Linked DNA regions of Mus musculus: regions 1 and 3 are each linked to region 2. A link is a contact called in public Micro-C and promoter capture Hi-C data. All regions are on one chromosome and are shown on one strand. The core of a region is the stretch at or near the end of the contact, and the rest is flanking DNA. Distances in the headings are between cores, read along the strand shown. Region 1 holds the start of Pip5k1b (phosphatidylinositol-4-phosphate 5-kinase, type 1 beta). Region 2 holds the start of Dmrt3 (doublesex and mab-3 related transcription factor 3). Region 3 holds the start of Vldlr (very low density lipoprotein receptor).

Region 1 (3,851 bases), core at 1,165-3,664, 1.1 Mb after region 2:
GTTGTTATATCTGCTATAAGAAACATACATGTCTCCTCTGTATGGAAATAAATAATAATTTTAAGACTTTGTTTAAATGATTATTTTCTAGTTTTTAAATAGGTTTCACGATTTTTCTGGCCAAGTCACTATTGCTAGTGACATTGATGATCTTTCATTTCCAATAGAGGATGGCTTTCCTGAAATCCCACCGATATAAGTAGATCAGGAAGGATTGTTTTGTTTTGTTTTGTCTTTCATACATGGAACTAACAATGGGGTATAAGGCTCGTGGGGAAATTCTTAGAGTCCAGTTTCACCGTGTTATCTCTACAAATGTCCTGTAAGCAGTTGGCTTTGGGACTTCTCTACCAGAAGCCCAAGGTTGTTTGCCTGGGAGATTAGGTTCTAATGGAGAAAGCAGCTGTGCAGGATTGGGGTGTGGGAGTCTAACGCCTCTGAGCGCTTTTGATCCACTGAGAGGTCATTCAGATTTGGCTTCGCCTGTTTTCATATCCCCTATGGCATCGCCTCTCTGGGAAGCAAATCCACTTCCCACTCCTTGAAGTTCAGAGTGGAAGTCTGAGGCACGCGACAGGGAGACTGATTTCCCCAGCCCCAGATTCCAGCCAGCCCGCGACTCAGAGCGGTGAGATGCTGCCCCCTATACAGTGATTCACAGCAGTTGGTTGCAAGGTTCTTTGATCTTTGATCCGCTGCTCTTTCTCTGCTGCCCCCTCCACTGGCCCCATCTTGAACTCTGTTAAGTCAGTATTGCTGTTACTTTTTGTTCAAGGACTAAGAGTAAGGAAAACTGTGTCCTCGCCTGTGAGTTACTGGATGTCTTAGGGCTACGGTTTTCTCATCTGAAAAGCGTGCAAGCTGGACCACACACATGTTCTTACTCTGTGCTTTAATAAGTCCAGAATGCTTGGACCCAAGTCCTAAGTTAGTGATGCCTTAAATCGCTAGTAGCGGCCACACACACCTGGAAGAACACTGGAGATACCGTCCCTAACAATACACATCTATTTGATTTGTCAGCTTTACGTGAATAAAACTTTAAGAACAATGCATTTTTTGTTATAAAGGAATTTTTATGCTTCATTCCAGGGTGATACTAAACCACCACAAATTCACTCGAGTTGGGGTTGGGGGTGGGGTTGTTAAAAGATTTCAAAACTGCCTGCAGGTGCTCTTTGTAGAGCCTCAAGGGAGTGTCCTCAAGCAAGGGTCATCAAATGCTGGTCTTCCTCTGACAGAACGCAAGTTTTCTTTCCCACAAGTGTTTTGTTTTGTCTGAGGAGGGGAAAGTGGAAGGAAGTGATAAAGCTGAACTGTACCACTTGCTTCGACCCAACTGGGAGGGAGTCGCTCTCTTCCTGTGCCTGTTAGATAAATTTAATTTTAGCGTTCAGAACAGCACAACTCCAAACGGATCCTTAGATCTAGCCCCTACCCTCTTCGAAGCTAAACTAACCTAGTGAGATTCCAAGTGGCTCCAGCAGGCGCGCCCCCATTGTAGCTCAATGGCGCGGGACCCCTCACTAGCCCATCCCTAACCTGTTGGATAGATCGTCCTTCTTGAGAGCACCTGCTATCCTTAGAAGGGAGACAAGTGTGGTCTCAGAACCTTTGCGCGTCCCTTCCTGATAAAGGGGGTATAGGGGAGGGCTCTGCTTGCTTAAGTGCTGGCTCCTCAAGGAAGAGGAGTCAAGTCTGGCATTGCCCGACTGGTGGCCAGGGACACTGGCAGCGGCACGCCCTACCCCAACACAGTCCACAGCAGTGAGGCTTCGAGACTCTGAGAAGCTCCCAGAAGCTCTGGAGCTTTGGAGGATCCCGCTAATCTCAGGGAGCCGCTTCACCCCTGCTCTGAGTCCTGGCTGCACAGTGGCCCGGGCGCACAATCTCCCACGCACCGACTAGAGCGTTAGGTCCGACTGCGGGCTGCTCTGCTGCTGCAAACCGGTCTGGCTTCCTTGCAGGGCGTGCGGGACAGAGCAGAGGGTGGAGAGAAAAGGGGAAGAGCCTGGGCGGCCGGCGGGCGGGGCCTGCAGCCTCCCGGAGTCGCGGCCGCCGTGCAGCCTGCTCGCTGCCCGCCCCGCTCGGACTCCGGCGCGCCGTGCGGGGGCCCGTGGCTGCGGGGCACCGCCACTCCTCGGCCTCCATCCCCCGATCTCGCCTCGCCGCGCCACCCGGCGCTGTCTGGTCCTAGTGGTCCGCTTGCCGTTCTGCCGACCAGAGGAGCGGCGGGAAGGAAGGGGAACGCGGGGACACGCACACCGGCCGCGGCGCGCGCGCATTGCACACTCGCAGCCGCGCGTCCCCGTCGCCGCGCGTCCGAGCCCAGTGTGGCCCCGCGGCAGGGCCCGGCACCTGCCCGCCCCCCCACCCCACCCCCCGGCGCTGCTCCGGCTCCGCCCCGCCCGCCGCCCGCCGCCCGCTGCAGCCACCGGAGAACCCACGACATCCCGACAACTTGCCCGCGGTGGCGCAACTGGTCTCGGCCGCCAAGGCTCCAGCACGCCGGCCGAAGGAGGTAAGTTTCCTGCGCGTCCCCGGCAACCCTGCCTACACCCTCCCTTGCCGCCGCGCCTGAGGCTCTGTGTGTCTCTGCTGGGACCTGACCTGCTCTCCACCTTTCCACTTTGCCTGTCCAAGTTGTGCTGGGGGTGACATGGAGGGGGCGCCCGTGGTCGTCAAACCAGGACCTTCGCTCCTCGGGGGCCACAGCTGCGCAGTCCCCGTGGGCACCGACCGCCTCGCTACCCTGATCCCTAGGGCCGCAGTGACACCCAGTGATCCCTCGGGCTCACTTAAGTCAGAGACCCCTCCCTCGTTTCTGGGGAACCTGCTGAGTTTTGTTGCAGCAGGAGAGGTGTCTCCGTCATTCTCCCCTGCTTCTAAACAGCAGCGAACTTGTTAGGCGCCCCCCGGGATGTACAGAGGGGCTTCCACGAGTGGCGTTCTGCTTGATTTCTGGCTCTGGCGCCGGGTGGAACAGGTGAACTACAGTTCCAGCCTGAAAACAGCCGCCGACTTTTACAGTCCCCTGTCTTCAATGGCCCTGTCAATGTGACGATTCAACATCTGGGGCGGGGGTGGGGGGTGGCGGGGGGGATGGGGAGAGCGCTGGAGTTGGACTTGCCACTCTGGTGCCAGGAGTCGTCAGAACCGAAGACAACAAACGTCTGCTTATCTCTCATCTATGCAGATGAGCATGTTCTCATTTCTTACCCCCACCCTCTCAAGCCGGCTGTCTGCTGTGCACAGCACGCTTGGGTAGAAACCTGTTCCAGAGAAGTTGTTTGGGTAGTCAGTGAATTTGTTCTTCATGTCTACTGAAGTCAGGACTTTGAACAGGATCTGCTATTTACTATGATGCTATGTAAAGGAAGCGCATGCTGACTCTCAAGTAGCCATCCCCCCCACCCCCCCCACCCCCGCCTCTGCCCTGGCTCTGCCCCTTGATGGCATTCTCAGCCTGGTAGAGGTCCCCCTGTAAAATGAATGGTCCATAAGGACTGAGACCTGATTAATCTGATCTAAGAAGTAGTCCGAGGCTGTTCTCTTGAACTTAGCTGTAAAGGGCCCCTTTCACCTCTCTTCCGGGAGACTTCCCTCTTGTTCTGTGTAGAGGCTGTAGTGTTTTTGCAGTCGTTGGAGTAGATCAAAGTCCAAGGATTGGTTTTCCTTAGACTCCAGTGTGATGGGGGTTCATGGAAGCTTCTGTCAGAGGGCTGCCCACTGAAAGGCAAAACAGAAAAACAAAAACAAAAACTTACCCAACCAAGTTCAAGGTTGAGCCTTAAGTGTCCTGTGCGATCTCTAAGCTGAAGAAAATGCTGGGTTCTGTGTACAAAGGTGGA
Region 2 (4,347 bases), core at 10-2,509:
TAGCCTGGCTAAAAAAAACAAAACGACTCCTAGTTCCTTTAAGTAAGAGACAAAACGCCTGTTCCGGACCAAGCCAAGAATCACCTAGAAACAGCAAAGCACTGGGCCCTGACTGCTAGCCAGCACCTACTTACCCCCTCGCTCCAAGTGAGAGCCCCCACCCGTCTAAAACCCGCAGCCCGGATAACCCTCCTCATTGTGGTGTGTTTAAAGTCGGTCTTCCCCAAGACATCATTTTATTTTTAAAATTGACCTGCTATGTTCCCTTTCAACCCGGGGAAAGCCTCTGACGATAGGGACACAGCCAGGCGATCTGGTTGGCCCCTCTGGCGGGCTCCTGGGTTCCATCGGCTTCAGACTCTCGAGACCCCCTTTCCGGGAGAGTAAGAACCGGTGCCTGGTGGGGGTGGGGCAGGTCCAACCAGGTCCACTTCCCACAAACTTGTCTTCGGCCTTCCCCCACGATCCCGAAGAGCCCTCGAAGCTCCCTCATTCGGAGCGCGACCCCAGCGCCGCAGACGCTCTCACCTGGTTTAGCAAGCTGCGCTGGCAGCGTCCCGGGCTGGGGCTCCGCGACCCAGCGCAGCGCGGCGGCCGCGGCCAACTCCGCGGTGGGACGAGGCGGCGCGGGCGGCTGGGACGCTTGGGAGGCTGGCGACGACTGCGAGGCGGTAGCGGCGGTGGCCGCAGCGTCCCCCGGCGGCGGGGGCCCTGGCAGAGCCCGCAGCGAGTCCGGGATGAGGCTCTCCAGGCTCTCGTTGGCCTGCTGCCTGCGCAGCGCCACCTGCGCCGCCATCACCCGCTGCCGCTCGATGATCAGGATGCACTTCTCGCAGGTGCAGTCCTTGAAGCGACAGTAGCGCTTGTGGCCCTTGAGCCAGGACAGCACCCCGTGGTTCCGGCAGCGCGCGCACTTGGGCGTGCGCTGCAAGGGCGCCCGCGGCGGCTGCGACACCGGGCCGCCCATGTACAGGTAGGGGGAGCCGTAGCCGTTCATGCCCAGGGCTCCCCCCGGCCGGCGGCGGGAGCTGGAGCACAGAGCTCGGAGGCCCGCTCTCGGGAGGCCCCGGAAGGTCCGCGGCGGCCGGAGCTACGGCAGCAGTCTCCCCGGCTCCGATGGCGCTCGCAGCCCGCCGGTACCCACGCGTGCCGCCTCTCTGCCCGCCGCTCTCGGGGCGCAGGCTCCACCCGCAGGTCCTCCCACGCTGAGGCTCTCCAGCAGCTGCAAGGAGCCGGGGAGAGCTCTGATTACGGTCTGAGCCACTTCCTTCCCTGGTCCCTTCCTCGCAGACTGGACCCAGCACCTCCTCCGCCACCCTCCCCCCCCAGTCCCTCCTCCCTCCCGCCGCCACCCCCCCCCCAATCGGGGTCCCAGCCTCCTTGCGCTCCCCACGCGCTTTCCTCCTCCCTGGCAGGCACCCCTCGGGTTCCTGCACCTCACCTTCCCCGCCACCTGCAGCCTGGCCTCTCAGGCGGGGGCGCTCACAGCCCCCTCTGCCAAGCGCTCTGTTACCCCTTCCTGAGCCGGGAGGGACTGCGCCGCTGCGGTACCGCGGGAGCGCTGGGCGGACCGGGTGTGGGGCGGGGGACGATGGGGAGGGGGGTGGGTGTTTGTAAGCCAGCCGGCAGGCCTCTCCCCTACCCTCTCACGTCGCTCCAGCACTGGCCTCGAAGCACTGAGCCCTAGACCGCTTTCCTTCCCACCCTTGGCCTCAGCCATTCGGAGCTTGCGAGGGAATTGAGGGTACTCCGCAGGTCGGCCCCGGGAGAACCGGGTTTCAAGAACCGGAAAGTCTCCACCTGGCAAGAGGAATCAAAAGAGGGGTAGTAGTGATTCGGGAATTCTTCGCTTGGTTTTGCAATCTAGTTTCTTTTTCATTGCTACAGAAGAAAAATGAGTATTTTTTTTTTTAATCTGTCAGGCTTCAGGAAGACAACTCGTTTTATAGGGTAACTTCAATTTTCTACTTAACCTCCTCTTGTCTTTAAAATAAACAATCTCTGCCTTGAATGACCTCTCTGCCTTGGACTGCCAAGTGCTCTCTTGGATGTTTTTCTTAAGCACTGTTTAAACTTTCCGAGGGTGTAGGGAGAAGACACATTAGTGGCCCCAAAGTTACCTGGTATTTTGTTCACGCAAAGGCCACTGAATCAGCCAAGGTCCGGAATTGCCCAGTTCAAATCCCCACAGACGCTGTGTTTTACTTAAGAATAAGGAATAGACCCTACTCGTAACAATCTTTGCGTGACGATGAAGAGTCTCCTGTATAACCTTAGACTGCATAAGCCTTTTTTTTTTACAGCATAAATTTCGTTTATACTCTTTGCTTGTTTTCAGTATTGGTTTGTCCAATGTCGAGTATTACTACGTACGTGTAGAGAAGGCTGCCTTTTTTCACTCAACCAAGAAAACAACCGAACAAAAATCAAGGCATAAAGTAGGCTCAGGACCGCTTTAACAACTCAGTGGGAAGGAGCCAACGGAAGTCCCGGACGGTCTTTTAGCGGCCCCTGGGAACGTGCGCTCCGCTTCTTACTGTGTGGGTGAAAGTTAACGTAAACGGGTCTGCTGCGGTACCTGACTCCTGAACTGCACAGAGACCATAGTCTCTTTCTGGAGGTCGCTTTCCAGTGCCCAGCCCTACCGCCAGCCAAGGAAGAGAGCATCGCTGGCAATCTTGAGTTTGCTGTGAATTCTAGGACTGTGTCGTCCGAGGTTCAAGCAGCAAGCTCTCTGCCCAGAAGAGTGATTTGGAACCGGGAGAGAGCTTTGAACGCGGAATATAAATGTAGCTTTGTACCTTTTTTCCCCCTCGATGCCCTTAGCTACTCGGGTTTCAGGTGCGTGGAGGAGTTGATAGTTGTTCCGGGCTGACCTGCTGGGACTGGAAAGGAACCCCTTGCACACGAATGCTATCTCCAAGATAATTTCCCCAAAACTGCACGGAACCAGTACCCCTGGCTTTTGCCCTTTTCCCCCCACCCTTCTAACCTGGCCTCTTTCCACCCTTGGTCAGAAAAACAAGTTTCTAACTCTACAACTAGTAGGACTTTTGTAAATTGTGGAGACGGGGCACAAGGGTCACGCGTTGATCTTTGGGCCCCGAAACAGGGGGGAAAGGTACAGAAATCACTTTTTATGCTCTGCGAATGGCACGAATCTGGGAACTTGTACTGTTTCAATCTGAAATCTGTGCGTCTAAGAAAGACGAGGACCACGGACTTTTATCGAAGCTGAATTTCTCTTTAAATGGTCAGGGAAACAGATCAGGAAAATAAGAGTAACTAGTTTCTCTGGGGAAAGAGAGCAGCAGAGTTCTGCACCAGGTTTTTAGGGGACATTTTCATTCTCAAAGCAATCCCCTTTCCTTCCTGGGTCACCTAGCCACCCTATCCCAGTGCCACTCACACACTCTGGTATTATTTGGTACTGGGCCCCGTTTCACTCCAGTGCACATCGAGGGCCGAGATCTAAATACTCATTTGATATAGCGCGGTAATCCTTTTCTCATATTTGATGGGAATGTTTTCCATATCCCAGTATTTGACAACATCTCCCTATAGGGACAGGTTTGTATTTATGTTGGTAAAATGTCCCCTGCCTCAAAGTCTATTGTAACCCAACACCTGACAACCCCGAGTCCCATTTCTGTTTGCAGAAAGGGTTTATTCAAGCACATAATGGGATCCCAGCAGAAAGCCTTTCAGAACAAGGGGCTATGGTAAACTTCACCACATGAACTCCGTTTCCAGGGCTATTAAGCTTTTAATTGGAAAATAGCAGAGGAAATTTCAAGGTGACTATAACGTGTTAGCAGTTAGTTCAGAGAAGAAAAGCCCATGCGGGGATGAATGTAGAAAGCATATGGTCCGAATCACATTTAGGGGGCGCGGCCTGCTTCTACTAAGTCCCTGCAGCTTATGCATTTATGGGAAAAATCATCAAAGAAATTGGACAGGGAGGGGGAGGGTTACAAGTGAAAGTAACCTCACAGACGACACCCACTCCCAGCTCCTCTGAGTGGTGTGCTAGTGTTTTCAAACCACAATTCGCCCGGTAAGATATGGCAGGTATTAATACTCAAGTGGCTGAAACAACGTCGTGCTTGCTCCTTTTGGAACACGCTCAGCGTGAACAACGTGAACATCGGAAGCTCCGAAGGCCAGTGTTCGTGTTGAGAAAGTGTTGGTCTTGATCTGGAGGTCCCTATAGGTGCCATCCTTCCCGCCCCGCCCCCCCCCCCCCGCAACATTTAATCAAAGGACAGTTGCATAATGTGCTTGATGTAAGCCACATGGGGACATCTGTTCTGTATTCTCACTCAAGGGGAAGTCGGGGTTCCTATT
Region 3 (4,015 bases), core at 103-2,602, 1.6 Mb before region 2:
AAAGCACTCGGAGGACAGTCCAGTTGAAAGCCACTCTTGGAGCCCGAGAGACGGCCCGGCGCCTGGGGAGTCTCAGTCCCGGGCGCAGGCTGCGTACTTGTCATGGCTCGGCCTCCAGGCTGCCGCCCACCGAACGTGCGCTTGCTCACGGCAGCGCGAGGACTCCCGGCTCGGCCGGCACCTGGCGCCCGGTGTCCTCGGAGACGCCCACCTTCACCCACTGTGCGCTCTCAACCCTGCTTAAGTCTGAGGGGCGCACTCGGGCTTCCAGGCCCCGTGCTCTGCCACGGTCCTAACAGCCCGCCTGGCAGAGGAGGCAGAACCATTGTTCAGTGGCTCCAAAGCCCACATCCCCTAGCCCTTGTCAATGGGGGGTGAAAACCATGTAAAACAGAGGTTCTGGGAAGAAGGGGGACACAGAAGAATGACAACAAGTTCAAGGGACGCTTTAGGACACCCTAAACCCCACCGTCCCCCGGGCCTGGCTCCCAGTAACCTCGGCTCTGACAGCTCAGAGGCGCCACCCGGGTGGGGAGGGGAGGCAGGAGAGGAGCGTGGAGAGGCGCCTGCTAGGAGGGGATGGGCAAGAGGAGCCCCGGGGTCCCCCAGAACGCGGCGATCGCGGACGCCTCGGCTTGTTTCGGGCCGAGTGCGGAGGGGCGCGTCCCCACTCACCGCTTGCAGTGGCGCCGCTGTCCCGGGGCGCCCAGCACAGCGCGAGCAGCAGCCACAGCGCCCAGCGCGCGGACGTGCCCATGCTGCCCGCCCGGATGGTGCCTCCGTCGCGCCGTCGTTGTCGCCGTTCGCTCCGCACAACAAGTTACCAGCCCTTCGGAGAGGAAGAAGGAGGTGGGGGCGGGGAGGGAGGAGACGAGGAGGAGGGGGAAGGAGTGAAGAGCCGGGAGCACGGAGAGCACGCAAGGAGCGGGCACCCTTTCCCTGCAACTTGCACACTCTACTCCCCGCCAGCCACCCACCCAACCACCCACCCGGTCACCTCCCCCGCCGCGGCCGCGGTGTGCGCGCGGACCCTGCGGGCGGAAAATAATGCAGGCGTTGCAGAGAAGGGGAGGGAGAGGGGAGGGAACGGCGCGGGAGGAGGGGGCGGGGAGCCCGTTCGCCACCGAGGACAGCTCAAGTGAGCGGTTTGGGGGCAACCACCCGGGCGGCCGCAGGAGCGCGGCCGAGCGGCGCGGGGACCCCAGCGGGGGAGCTCAGCCCAGCAGCTCAGGCACGCACCGCTCTCCCGCGCGCAGTGAGGAGGGTGCGGGGGCAAGTGGCAGCGTGCGTGCGTGAGTGGCTGGGGCTGGGGCTGTCGCCGCCGCCATCCGGATGGCTCCAGGGGCTCGACTGCTCCGCGCGTTGGCCCGGGGCTCACGGGGGACCCGGGGCGGCCGCTGGTTGGCTCGCGCACCGTCCTCACCTCCAATCCCGGGTGCCTGTCCTAATTTCCTGATCCAGGGAACCTGCGGCCGCAGCAGCTGTGCGCTCCCTAGCTCCCTACAGTTGCTACTGTACCCTCCTGGCGCCTTGGCTAGGAGCGCTGATGCAACTATTGCTGCTCTTGCCACCGCCTCCAGGCTTGATGGGGCTGGCAGTTGAGGGGTCTGGGGGGCAGCAAGGAACCCTTTTCCTCCCTCTCCTGAGCCCCTAGGAAGGGCTGATGTAGTGAGGTCGGTAGGTAGCATCTTCCGGGGGACTCTTCTTTCCAACCTGAAAGTGATGAAGAGGAGGGGTGCGAAAGCTCCGCTGTTCTGCTGTGGGGTTCGGAGTCCCATCTCAATGGCAAGCTGAGATGCCATTTTGTTAAAAATTAAATGTGGCTTTAAGTAAGAGTGTGTGAAAGAGAAAGAGAGAAAGAACAAGAGCGCTCCCGCGGTTGTGGCTTGTCCTCTGTAATAGAACAAGACTAAAATAACCGAGTCTGGGATGGGGAGGAGGGAAATTGCCAGCGCAGCTCTGCATTCTCTCATCAACGATTAGAGTTAATTGCTAATTGCACAAAATGATAGTTTGAGGGCCTGTAATTAAAAGCTTAACCTTTTTCTGGTTGGAGGAAGGGGACCCCGGTAGATTTATTCTTGGTATAGTTTGTAACGTTCAATTATAAGCATTGTGGAGGGAAAGAAGTCAACCCTCCCAGAGAGGATAGATTGGAGGGAGGTGGGTGCCAGACAGGACCTAAGTTTATGGTTTGTTCTTAGTGTACTTCAGTTTTCTTGAACACATCGCCTTGGTTGAGATGCTTTCTGTGGTATACCACAGATTTTTCCAAATTATTTCACCTGTTAATATGTGTGTATGTGCTTCTGTTTTATAAGTTGCTGTACCTCGAATGAATCAAAGTTGACAGATTTCAGATTCCATGTCCTAGCTTCCTTCTGGCATTGTAATGTCACCTTGGTTCTCTTGAGCAGTTCTCTGGGGACAGTCTACTAGGAGAGATGTTCTCATGTACCCAGGAGACCCTGGGGGTAATTCTCAGCCAGGGTACATTTTGATCGGTGTAATTTAGCCTCATTGTGATGGATAATCTCACATGCAGATGGGGTCTTTCAAAGCTGCTCACTGTGGATGCTGTTGTGTATAATCAGAGGGTAGGAGATGGGCGGAAACTGCATGGTGAACACGTGATCACAGCCAGTACCAGTCCACAGACCAAGTTTGAGGGGGATGGTCTAACTTTCGTATCCCTGGGGCTTGAAAAGCTCATAGTCACTTTACACCTGATGAAATGGGTGGGGGACATAGGTGAAGTCAATAAATAGTCAATATGAACAGGCTCCATAGTTAACTGAGACGTCACAAGCTTGTTTTCAATGTTTTACTTGAGAGAGAAAGGTACACGACAAGGGAAACATTGATACGGCACATAAGACTTAACTTTGACAAACATGTATTATGCTTTCTAGCATAAATAAACTGTTGGTAAGCCAAGTTATGGCTCTACACTCAACCTGGTGGCTTTTTTGGTCTATCATTCGACTGCCTCTGCCTCTGTGTAACTTCAAAGGATAAAAACAAACCACTCCCTTTTCTGTGCCTGCCATCTGACCTGTAAACTGAAATCAGAAACAACCCACATGATACTCAAAATCATCTGTGGCCTCAAGAAGCAGGTCTCTTTCAGACCAACCTATTAGAGGCTGAAAGAAGTTCCAAAGGACGAATGCATATAATTAACATAGAGAGTAACTGATAACTAAGAGAATAAATTAATCTCGAGTAGATAACGTGGGCAAACGAACAGAGGCCTTCAGGTAACTATGTGAGTAGTGCTATTTACTTCCACAATCCACCGAGTGAACTAGTGTGTCCAAACAGCACACACACTGAGCAGTGCTGGGTTCTATGCTATGTAAGGCAACCGCCATGGGTCAATACTTAGCTGAGGAGGCCATGGGAGCTGGTCAAGGTAAGAGAGACATGTTGAAAATTACAGCACTGTTTTACATGCGGCACTGTGTTCCAAAGTTGTTTCAGATGCTGTAGAATACAGAGATGCGACTGTAGCTGTGGCTGAGGCTGTTACTCAGTGGTGGATTGCTTGCCTAGCATGCAAAGGTTGTCCATTCCATCTGAACCATCACAATGATGAATGAATGAATGAATGAATGAATGAATGAATAAGGATTACAGGGGAAACCCAGCTGACTTGGTCGCAGGATAAGGATGTAAGAAAAGGCTTCCCCGGGTGCTTGACTTGAGCTGATCTAGTCAGCATTTTTCACTCAGTAAGTCACAGCCTGCCTCAGCCTCTTTATCATTGTCTGGGTTAAGGTATTAACTTTTACTAATTAAGGGACAGAAGTTGCATGGGCATCACTCCCAGACCCTGACATTTCATTGTTTGTGTGAGGCTCTTTTTGTCTCCCTGGCAACAGGAGGCATTCAAAAGGTGGCTGTGCTATTAACGAAGGTTTCTGATCGACCTCATGAGTAGCAATACACACACATCTCTGAAAATGTCTATGAATAAAAAAGCTTTTAAATACAGTTTAAAGGTTTGGATACA

The links. Promoter capture Hi-C pulls out the DNA fragments that hold promoters and counts their contacts. Hi-C and Micro-C count contacts between places; a contact is called where the count stands out from the background.
Region 1: a contact with region 2 is called in a Micro-C map of embryonic stem cells, with 4 times the contacts expected there. A contact is called at or near these places in 1 of 39 promoter capture datasets (embryonic stem cells) and 2 of 484 Hi-C or Micro-C datasets (both in embryonic stem cells).
Region 3: a promoter capture Hi-C map of embryonic stem cells shows a contact between it and region 2, with 14 read pairs. A contact is called at or near these places in 3 of 39 promoter capture datasets (embryonic stem cells and liver), 7 of 484 Hi-C or Micro-C datasets (all in embryonic stem cells) and 3 of 130 datasets of targeted methods (all in embryonic stem cells).

The regions. Positions count from the first base shown.
Region 1 is chr19:24,554,435-24,558,285 of GRCm38.p6, reverse strand. Pip5k1b (phosphatidylinositol-4-phosphate 5-kinase, type 1 beta) reads left to right here and starts at 2,414. Exons shown (of 15, transcript NM_008846.3): 1 at 2,414-2,521. Gm50341 (predicted gene, 50341) reads right to left here and starts at 1,954. Exons shown (of 2, transcript NR_169181.1): 1 at 1,902-1,954; 2 at 876-1,278.
Region 2 is chr19:25,607,449-25,611,795 of GRCm38.p6, reverse strand. It overlaps Dmrt3 (doublesex and mab-3 related transcription factor 3), which reads right to left and starts at 1,259. Exons shown (of 2, transcript NM_177360.3): 1 at 529-1,259. The coding sequence starts at 997.
Region 3 is chr19:27,214,357-27,218,371 of GRCm38.p6, reverse strand. It overlaps Vldlr (very low density lipoprotein receptor), which reads right to left and starts at 1,352. Exons shown (of 18, transcript NM_001161420.1): 1 at 676-1,352. The coding sequence starts at 757. The region is part of intron 3 of Gm35438 (a long non-coding RNA gene); the gene reads left to right.